2 separate regions of the Zea mays genome follow, and region 1 is linked to region 2. The links are chromatin contacts, called in public Hi-C maps. All regions are on one chromosome and are shown on one strand. The core of a region is the stretch at or near the end of the contact, and the rest is flanking DNA. Distances in the headings are between cores, read along the strand shown.

The links. A called contact is a pair of places that touch in the nucleus more often than the background predicts.
Region 1: a Hi-C map of bundle sheath shows a contact between it and region 2, with 3 times the contacts expected there. The contact joins the promoter of LOC100280970 here to the promoter of LOC103643414 in region 2. A contact is called at or near these places in 4 of 25 Hi-C or Micro-C datasets (bundle sheath, endosperm and leaf).

What each region holds. Positions count from the first base shown.
Region 1 is chr1:233,823,582-233,829,199 of Zm-B73-REFERENCE-NAM-5.0, reverse strand. It overlaps LOC100280970, which reads left to right and starts at 2,485. Exons shown (of 13, transcript NM_001313794.1): 1 at 2,485-2,682; 2 at 2,783-2,844; 3 at 3,028-3,084; 4 at 3,217-3,251; 5 at 3,381-3,484; 6 at 3,610-3,685; 7 at 3,765-3,889; 8 at 3,998-4,081; 9 at 4,183-4,247; 10 at 4,344-4,426; 11 at 4,540-4,630; 12 at 4,740-4,933; 13 at 5,059-5,292. The coding sequence starts at 2,516. The coding sequence ends at 5,160.
Region 2 is chr1:233,567,480-233,572,531 of Zm-B73-REFERENCE-NAM-5.0, reverse strand. It overlaps LOC103643414 (ABC transporter G family member 11), which reads left to right and starts at 1,863. Exons shown (of 5, transcript XM_020546746.3): 1 at 1,863-2,779; 2 at 3,289-3,578; 3 at 3,676-3,850; 4 at 4,501-4,695; 5 at 4,833-5,052. The coding sequence starts at 2,354.

The DNA.
Region 1 (5,618 bases), core at 1,236-3,735, 260 kb before region 2:
AACAGACTAGCTATCTGACTCGCAATCTATCTGGCTCTCTAAATTGGCTCTCTCACTAGCTAAATTTGGCTAGCCACCTGACTAGCCAAACTAGATAGATAATCTGTTGGACTGAGATGCAGATATAAAGTGTAATCTTTATAAAAACGTAAATAGATAGTCAAATAGAGAGCAAAAAATGAAGAGTTTCTTGGAGATGCTCTTAGGGTTTTATGTAAATCAACTTTTTAAAAATATAAGTAGATGTGCTATAAAAAATAGTATTGTTTTTTCTCTAAATTAGTATATTGTAAAAACATATTATCTAATAACATATACAGTACAATATACCATGAATATATCAATAATATTTGTATACATTTAAATAAAATAAAAAACGTTTCACTTGTTCGTAATGCGCACTAGTACTAGAGTACTAGACATCTATTATACCGTCTATTTCAAGCATCACATTGTCTATGATCCTATCAGAAGAGTGTGTGGTACGGTAAGCTCAGTCTGACTCTGTTATATGTCTACGTCGTGTCACGTCCTCCGGATACCCATAAAGTCAATAACGTGATCGGATTGGCCAACCTCGAATCATCCCGTCGATCGATTGGATTCGTCCCTCTCCCTCGCACTCGCACGGTCGCACCGGGGACCGGGCCTTCTTCTCTTCTCTGGTGGGCCAACCTTGGCGGCTCCGGCTGACAGTGCTTGCCCGATCGCGTGGCGTCAACGCCGGTGGGCCCATAACTGGTTAAGGCCTCGTGTGTTAAGACTTAAGATAAATCGTAAATTGGGTCGAAGTCTTCTGTGTCTCTGTCTCTGTCTCTATCTTTATTTCTACTATATTAAAGCAACAGTTTTAATTGTCGCCCTGCATCATCATTTTACAAGGAATCCCATGTATTTCTTCAAAATCAACCCGTTGTACCAGATCATATCTCATCTCTATCCTATTTATTCGCACAACAACATTCTCGCAACTGTCGCTCTAGCAAGAAACCTCGTCCATTTCGCAACAACTTCCGGCTGCTTCTTCCGCCGTTGCACTGCCACAATGAAGAGGGTTAGGAAGCTCGCCTCCGAATAAGGATGCTCACTAGGTGATCAAAGTTGCATCGAGTCCAACTAACTCTGAACCTATTTGTCGCCAAAAGGGACCGGGAGCCCGTCTCCTAGCTCACTTGTATTTCGCTCCGACACGAGCTCCATTTCGCTCCTCCCATCCCATGGGCGACATGGCATCAACGGTAGATCTACCTAGCGTGTGTTTCGTCTGGTCAAAGTTATTCTCGTCGGATCTATTATTGGTAGAGACCGCTCTAATTGTCGTGTTTTCGCGGGGGACGTCCACTGACCAGGCCACAAGCTTCTCAAATAAGCAAGCCAAGCTGCTCAAGACGCAGAAGTTCGCGTCCGAGCTTGACCATCTCGCCAGTTCGTTCTTTCACTCATACCCTTTGTTTCTCAATTCGACTGTAATGAGTGCACAATACTTTTAGGGATATATAGATGTTTTCCGCAAGGGCTTTCTCTGATCCAACGAGTTTGTTCTTGGTAGGTGGATACGTCAAGGTCAAAGGTCAAGTTGGACGTGATGAAGCCCTGAATTGCCAAGTGGGCCACTGAGCTACTTGGGTTTGACGTATGTTTCTGATCCATGCAGAGGTAGTTATATTTTTATTGTTTGATGTGATACTCTAAAGGCAAGAGCAAGTATGTGTATTTCAGTAAGCATGTTAAGCATTAGAGGATAAACTTGTTGTATTTGGTATTTCAGGAATGATCTTATTGGCGTACTTGCTAAACTTGGAGAAAATTGTTAAGCCATTTACCATAAATGAATTTGCATGTGTTACCTATGAAATCTCAATAATGATTTTGGTTAGGGCATCAGATCTACACCATCTTCTTGCTCCCAAGTCCTAAGCCAAAACATTGACTATAATTTAATTCGAGCATGGGGCTCCTTTTCAACTAATTTTTTTAGTCTTTTGGCTAAGATCAAGTGTAATATTTCTTTTATCATTTCAATATCGGGTATATGAACAATATGTTCATATTAAATTCATTTATTATGAGTATTTTTATGTGAATGGTCTATTAAGACTCTATGTCGCTTAGCCACCCAATCAATATCTTAAAATATAGTTAGGTACCGGATATTAAACTAGTTTAGTTTATATTCCACTTTTATCAATTCAAAAGCGAATATAAATCCAGCTACGTTTTTTTTAAAGAGGACCCAAGTGAACACGTGTACCCTCTTGCGCCCAGACACCTAACGAGGCAGTCTGGGCGCTTCTGTGCTCCGGCGCCATCCCCGACAGGAGGAACGCGACACACCCGTCCGCATCTGCGCTGGAAAAAAAGTGCGCACCGGCAACAAAGTCCAGCCAGCGAGCACAGTCATCCGTCGGGAGGCTATATATAAAGCGTTGATCCGATCCACGAAGGCAAGAGAGAGACAAAGTAGAAGCTAAGGCGCGAGTGATAGGAGGGTTTTGGTTCAGAGAGGAGCGGGGCAATGGCGGGTGGTCGTGGCTCGTCGGCGGCGAGGCTAGCGCTGCTACTGGTGGTGGTGGTGGCGGCGGTGGCGGGCGGCGCCGTGGCGGGGGGCAAGGTGGTGCACGTGGAGGAGGCGCACCGGCGGAGCATGCTGGCCAATGGCCTCGGCTCGGCCCCTCCCATGGGGTAACGTTGGTTCTGGGTTCCTTGTCGTCAACTGTGTGGCTGCGCGGGCGGGAGCTCTGGAGTCTGGTCTCGTCTCTGATCTCTTTCTTTCGGGCCGCAGGTGGAACAGCTGGAACCATTTCCAGTGCGACGGCAACGGCGAGGTGGTCATCAGGGAGACCGGTGCTTCCTCTCTGTCTCTTCAGTTTTTTTTGTCGTCGTAGTAGCAGTAACAGCTTGATCGCTTGCTGAGCTGAATAGAGCAGCTGACTGGTTTACATCTCTTTCTCTCCTGTTCCTTTTCTTTCTTCAACTGTGTCCGTCCGTGCTGTGCCGCCCGTGCATGCGTTGGTGCTCGTCCTCCAGCGGACGCGCTCGTGTCGACCGGACTCGCCGCTCTCGGCTACAGATACGTCAACATCGGTGCGCTAGCTAGTCTCCGGGGTTCTTGAGCTGATTCTTGAAACCCTTTTTTTTTTCTGGCGATAAAAAAAAAGGATCCTTATGAACTGAACTGGATTACCAAACGTGTTCTTGTCGACCCCCATGTCTCAGATGATTGCTGGGCAGAGCCACAACGTGACGCTAAGGTACGCACGGCACAACACAAGCCAATGCTTCAAGTCTCAACTTACCTGAGCTGAACGACGATTGGTGGCGAGACAAGAGCCTAATGCTGCTCCGGCCGGGCTCTCTGTCCCTGGTGGGCCGCTTTGCAGGGCAACCTGGTGGCCAACACCAAGACGTTCCCGCACGGGATCAAGGCGCTGGCGGACTACGTCCACGGCAAGGGGCTCAAGCTCGGGATCTACTCCGACGCCGGGTGAGAGTGACGAGGGAGAAATAGCTAGCTTGCGTGCTTGACTGCTTGCCCCCGGCGGCACTTGGTTTTTCGCCGTATAGTCTACGACGACCGTCTCCGTCTGTGACAGACTGCTCTGGATGCAGGTTCCAGACCTGCGCCAAGGCCCAGCCCGGGTCCCTCGGACACGAGGAGCTGGACGCCAAGACCTTCGCGGCATGGGTGAGTTGAGACAAAAAGAAGAGTCGCATCTGCCACCTCGCGAGTACTCTGTCCATTTGGTCTCTGTCCACGCGCGCAGGGGGTGGATTACCTCAAGTACGACAACTGCAACAACGGCGACCTGAAGCCGCTGGAGAGGTACCCGGAGATGAGCAGAGCACTGATGAAGGTGGGGCGGCCGATCTACTTCTCGCTCTGCGAATGGTACGTACGGTAACTAACGGAACAGGCGTGCGTCTCTCGATCACCATGACCCGGTTTCGTCATTTCGTGGCAAGCGAGCTGACTTGAGTCGATCACCACCATCACCAGGGGCGACATGCACCCGGCGACGTGGGGCGCGACCTACGGCAACAGCTGGAGGACCACCAACGACATCGCCGACACCTGGGACAGGTCAGTCTGTTTGTTCCTTGCGTCGCGGCCTCGCCGCTGTCCTGTCCAGACTCCAGACCGTTTGCTAGCTTCACTGAGACGATACCTGCCGCCGGTTCCAGCATGATCGCCACGGCGGACCAGAACGAGGTGTGGTCGGAGTACGCGCGCCCCGGCGGATGGAACGGTCTGTACTGTACACATGATCAGTTGAACGGCCTGTACATGATCAGATGGATTCGCGCCTTAACGCTCATCCGGTCCGGTGCTCTGGCGTGTGCAGATCCGGACATGCTGGAGGTGGGCAACGGGGGCATGACCAACAGCGAGTACGTCGTGCACTTCAGCCTCTGGGCGATCTCCAAGGTCAGTGAGACTGCGTACACCTGATGCCTGCATCCTGGTAGTGGTACACAGACAGAACATTTTAGTTTCTTTTTTTGTCTGAACTTGTCCTCGCCCGGCCAATGAACGCGCAGGCGCCTCTCATCATCGGCTGCGACGTCAGGCACATGTCGCGGGAGACGTACGCCATCCTGGCCAACAAGGAGGTGATCGCCGTCAACCAAGGTGAGAGCGCCCGGCTGCGTTCAGCGCCCGCGTGTCCAGTTTTTTCACTGACCGGAGGCGATGCGTTGTTCCTGTGTTGTGTGTTGGGCGTGCGTCGCGTCGCGTGCAGATCCGCTCGGCGTGCAGGGGAAGAAGGTGCGGATGGAGGGGAGCAGCGAGATCTGGGCCGCGCCGCTCTCCGAGTACCGGACGGCGGTGCTGCTCCTGAACCGGCACGCCAAGGACGAGGCCACCATCGCCGCGCACTGGGACGACATCGGCCTCCCCGCCGGCACGCCCGTCGAGGCCAGGGACCTGTGGCTGGTACGTACAGTAGTGCGCGCGGCCGTCGTCCTCGCGGCGGCATGGGCGAATCGGTCGGTCGTCATGCGAGCGCTCGGGCGCCCTTCACTGACTCGGGTGCCCTTCTTCTATCTTGTCTGTCCCAGCACGAGACGTTGGACGCCACGTTCACGGACAAGATGAGCTTCGACGTCGCGCCGCACTCGTGCAGGATGCTCGTCCTCAAGCCCAGGATCCAGATCCAGTGAACTACACCACCGCTGCCGCATGGGCGCGCGTACGTGCGGCCCTCACGACGTCACCACGCGTCGATTCATTTGTACTGCAGGCTACTAATTGCAGACACGTGGAATCAAAATCACCAAGAATGGTTCTTGTTCCTTGTATCGTATTGTGCTCTCGACTCAACCGAGACACTGGGCCCTCGTGCTGGCCTCACAACACGGCCCACCCCAGTTGGGAACATAAATCCACCATACCCGGCCCAGGCAGGTTGTCCACACCACGGACTGCATTGCGTGCTGGATCCTCACAAACGCTTACATGGATATTTTTTCCTAATCTCCGTTTCTCGTGAGGATAAATCTCTGACAGTCATCATCGACCCGCTTAAATTATAATTAGTACATACTTCTTTTGTTCGGCTGCGAAGAAAATGAGGGGAATAGAGGATCGATGTGCAATCAAACAGACCCTAATGGAGGCA
Region 2 (5,052 bases), core at 614-3,113:
CACCCTCTATAAAGGTTCCCCCAAAACACCACTACACCATAAAATATAATTTCCCCTACCCATTCATCATTCATTACCATTTTTTCTCAACTATCAAATACATGTGTGCACCGAAATCGAGGCAAGGGGCAGCACAACGCTACCCTTTTTCTAGCGTTGTACTGTGCTCATCGCTTGTACTGTAGCAGTTGTAGGGGTGACCAATGAACGCGCTCGCGTGGATCTGTATCCGCCACAACAAGGGGAGGGGAAGGTTGGCGGGGACCATTGAATGTAGTCTTATGGCATGGTACCCTAGGTGTTGTCGTTCCAGCATAGTGGGCCTCACAATAGCCTCTTGTACTAAAATACTCGGAATATGTCTTAGTTACTTCTAGGGGTATATCCTTCCCGAGACACTAACATATATAGCCCCCCTCCCTCTGAGTTTGTTGCTGGATTGTTCCTGTAGGTGCTTCTATTTTTCCTTACTAGATGCCTAATGAAATGGATCACCTGAGACTGCTTATCATAATGTGGAGAAGGAGACCAATAAGTTGGAAGCTGTTTTTACACATGTATCTGGATTATGAGGTCAAGAAGGGCAAGGGACTGTAGAACCAAGGAGCTTAGCCTAGTGGAAGAGCTAATTGGTGGTGTTGGTCTCCTTTATTGTGTTTACCTATATGTTGTTTGTTAGTAAAGTGAACTGGACAAATACATACTTATGCATTGTTTGAACATGAAGGAACTTGTCGTACTCTTTTCCTTCCTAGAGGTTTCTCACGAAGTATGATTTTTTATCTAGAAATGCTTTTAACAAGGTGACATTGCACTAAGGCTGTAGTTATATTTTGAGATTTCCTTTCGCCTTTCATGTGATCTTGTGAGTTTTGACTTGTGGTCTAGTTCTGAAATGGTTGTTGTCGTTGTCAATGGCAATTTTCGAGTTATGGATTTGTGATTTTTTTATGATATGAACAAGTGAACTAGTGATGTAGTATGTAACATTGTGGGTTTTTTGTTATACATTGTAAATTTGAATGCATTATCTTTTTCTCTAATGTTTAAGATATTTCATTGCGACGGACCGACAGACAACCCGACATGTTGGCCTTATCGTGCCTCCGACACTGACACTGTTAGAGATTCTTTCTCTAGAAGCTTCCTGTAATCTTCAACCGAATCAATCTTCTTTAGATAGAAAGGATAATTAATCTCCTATAGATAGAAAGGATAAACTCAGATTGATTTGATTGCTTCTTGTACGTGTTGTTGCATCTAGCCATTGGTGCCTATATTAACATGCATGCAACCTATGGCCACCTAAGTGTGGTGAAAACGCTTAAACCAATTCCAGCTTTCATGGTACCAGAGCCCACCACTGAAATTCTTTCATCTAGCCATGGCGTTCGACTCCAATACTGCCACCATCCCCTCTTCCTTCCAAATCCCGATTACAGAGAAACTCAACAAAACAAATTACATGTTGTGGAAAGCCCAAGTCCTGTCGCCATCTCGCCGATCCGAGCGGTGCAGATGGAGGGACTTCTTACCGGAGCCGAAGCAATGCCGGCTCAGACCATCGTCGTCAACACCAGTGAAACCACCTCCGTTCAACCAAACTCGGAGTATGCTCGCTGGGTCTCCCATGATCAGACTGTTCTCGGGTATCTCTTGGTTATAAGATGGAGTTTAAAATAGGAAATATAGGTAAGCTCTTGGAGATTACCAACGTCTTCTCTGCATCTTTATCTACCAGCTTTATGTGCCAACATACAAATACTATTTATTAGTGTACTAGTATATATACAGGACGTACGTGACACACCATGATGCGTACAGGACGTACGGACGGCTACCGGCAACTCACACTCACGTCAGCCCGTCCGTGCATCGCATGCAGCCGACCCAGACCAGACGTACGTACGTACGTAATCCTCTCCTACACACGATCTTGCTGCGTGCGACGCATGCAGATGCAGTTTTGAACCCATCTCAATCTCATGTCCTCCCAGCGCACGCCGAAGCCAAACACGACCCGCATGCGCATCGCATGCTACGCCCTGCTTCCTGCGCCACCGCTTGACCCCAGGTCAAACCCCTCTGCGCCGTCATAACTTCCGCTCTGGGTGCTCCATTTACTCCCTTCAGCCTTCGCATCCACCACTGCTTCCCGCTCATAAAACTCGCCACTCACTGCAGCAGCAACTGAGCAAGCGGCCAAGCGCACACAGGAGTATACTCTGCAGCACGGACACGCCCGGCCCGACAAGCCAGCCACTCTTCTCGCGTGAAGCTGCCAGGACGAGAAGAGAGAGAGGGAGTGAGACACACACAGACAGAGAAAGCGGAGGAGACTAACGAGGCGTGCATGAGGAAGGGGGCAGTGGCCGTGATGGGGAGGGAGGCCGCGGCCGCGGTGGCGGCGGAGCTGGAGGACTCGTTGGGGAACGCTGCTGCTGCCGCGGCGGCGGCGCCCGTGCTGAGCCCGCTGAGCGAGACGCTGTGGCGCGACAGGGCGGCGGCGGGCGGGGTCCTCCTCGGGGACGTGTCGGCGCGGCTGGCGTGGCGGGACCTCACCGTGACCGTGGCGCTCGGCACCGGCGACACGCAGGCCGTGCTGCAGGGCCTCACGGGCCACGCCGAGCCCGGCACCATCACCGCGCTCATGGGCCCGTCCGGCTCCGGCAAGTCCACGCTGCTCGACGCGCTCGCCGGACGCCTCGCCGCCAACGCCTTCCTCGACGGGACCGTCCTCCTCAACGGCCGCAAGGCCAACCTCTCCTTCGGCGCCGCGGTACGCACGTCGTCGTCGTCCTCGTGTCACCGGTTCGCCGTCGGTACGTACGTGACCTTGAGTTCTCCTTGGATCTTCCGGCATCGCCGATCTTGGTCACTGAGGAGAGGACTCGTCACATATGCCATGCATGCCAGGTTCTGTAACCTTGCTGCCTTTCGGCAGCGGCTTCGCGATCGCAGCACAAGATGCCATGCATCAAGCCAGCCCTTGCATCTGTGGTTGTTGGATCAGCAGCAGTAGCCATCTCCGGTCAAAATTTGGGCGACATGCTGCCTTCGCTAGCTGTCGCCCGTCTGTTCTCCTGATGGATCGTTCTGTTGTCAGGTGTGTGTTTGGTGACTGGAGTTTAAACACCCACACCCACTACTGTGGCTGAGGGTGGTGAGGAGACACCGTACCGGTTCTGTTTTTTCCTGGGCTCACCAAACAAACCATCATGATCTGCTAACGTCTCTCTCACACCTCTTGCTACTGAAAAATACTGTCAATCTGCAAAAAAAATTCAGGCCTACGTGACGCAAGACGACAACCTGATCGGCACGCTGACGGTGAGGGAGACGATCTCGTACTCGGCGCGTCTCCGGCTCCCCGACAGCATGCCGAGGGAGGAGAAGCAGGCCCTGGTGGAGGGCACCATCGCCGAGATGGGGCTCCAGGACTGCGCCGACACGGTGGTGGGCAACTGGCACCTGAGGGGGATCAGCGGCGGCGAGAAGAGGCGGGTCAGCATCGCCCTGGAGATCCTCATGAGGCCCCGGCTGCTCTTCCTGGACGAGCCCACCAGCGGCCTCGACAGGTATATGTACGCGCGCGGGCGCTTGCTTCAGGCCGGCCTATCAATCATCTGACGACTGATCGATGCAACAACAAAAAAAACACACAAAATCGTGCAGCGCTTCGGCGTTCTTCGTGACGCAGACGCTGCGGGGGCTGGCGAGGGATGGCGGCCGGACCGTCGTAGCTTCGGTCCACCAGCCGAGCAGCGACGTCTTCTTGCTGTTCGACTGCCTCTACCTCCTGTCAGGAGGCAGAACAGTCTACTTTGGCAAGGCTTCAGAGGCTTGCGAGGTAACAACAACATGAGTTTTCTTTTTTCCTAATTCGTACTCCGACCTGTCTAGGACTAGCTAGGAGTACGTGTACGTGTTTTTGGCTTGCTACACCAATGGGGGCATGCGTGTCTACTGTGCACGATCCGATCGAGAGCAGTTCTTCGCGCAAGCTGGGTTCCCGTGCCCGCCGATGCGCAACCCGTCGGACCATTTCCTCCGGTGCATAAATTCGGACTTCGACAGGGTGAAGGCCACCCTGAAAGGGTCGATGAAGACGAGGGTGAGCCGGATTCTGCCACCTCCGATCCTCCTCCTTCAGTATAGCCTGCTGTAGCATGTCTAGCTTGTCTGAACTTCTGCACTCCCCATTTTTCTCTCTCTCACGTATATATACCGTACTGTAGTTCGAAAGATCTTACGACGATCCGCTGGAGAAGATCACGACCTCGGAGGCGATGAGCAGGCTGGTCAGCCACTACCAGCACTCGCAGCACTACGTCAGCGCGCAGCAGAAAGTAGACGAGATGGCCCGGCTCGTAAGCTGACACTGACGAATTAATCTTCTTCATCAGCGCGCCGGCCTAGCTAGCTGACGAGACCATTCCCGGTTCCAAAATAGAATAGAATAGAATTGATCGAAAGCGGATCGTCCATGTGGTTTTGCAGAAAGGGACTGTGCTGGACTCTGGAGGGAGCCAGGCTAGCTTCCTGATGCAGGCGTCCACGCTCACGAAGCGGTCGTTCGTCAATATGTCCAGGGATTTCGGGTACTACTGGCTGAGGCTCATCATCTATGTCGTCGTCACGATTTGCATCGGGACTATATACTTCAATGTCGGCACCGGCTACAGCTCTATCCTGGTACGTAATAAGAGGCTGTTCGTACCCTTGATGATGCTTACACATGTATCTACTCTCTCGTTCTGAATTCTAACCCTTGATGCTGGTGTCTGGGTGCCGGGTGGTGAACTGACGAAAAACAACTACGTACTTACTAGGCCCGGGGGGCATGCGCTTCCTTCATCTTCGGCTTCGTCACGTTCATGTCGATCGGGGGGTTCCCGTCGTTCGTGGAGGACATGAAGGTGTTTCAGAGGGAGAGGCTGAACGGGCACTACGGCGTGGTCGCGTTCGTGATCAGCAACACGGTGTCGGCGATGCCGTTCCTGGTCCTGATCACCCTGGTGTCGGGCACGCTGTGCTACTTCATGGTGCGCC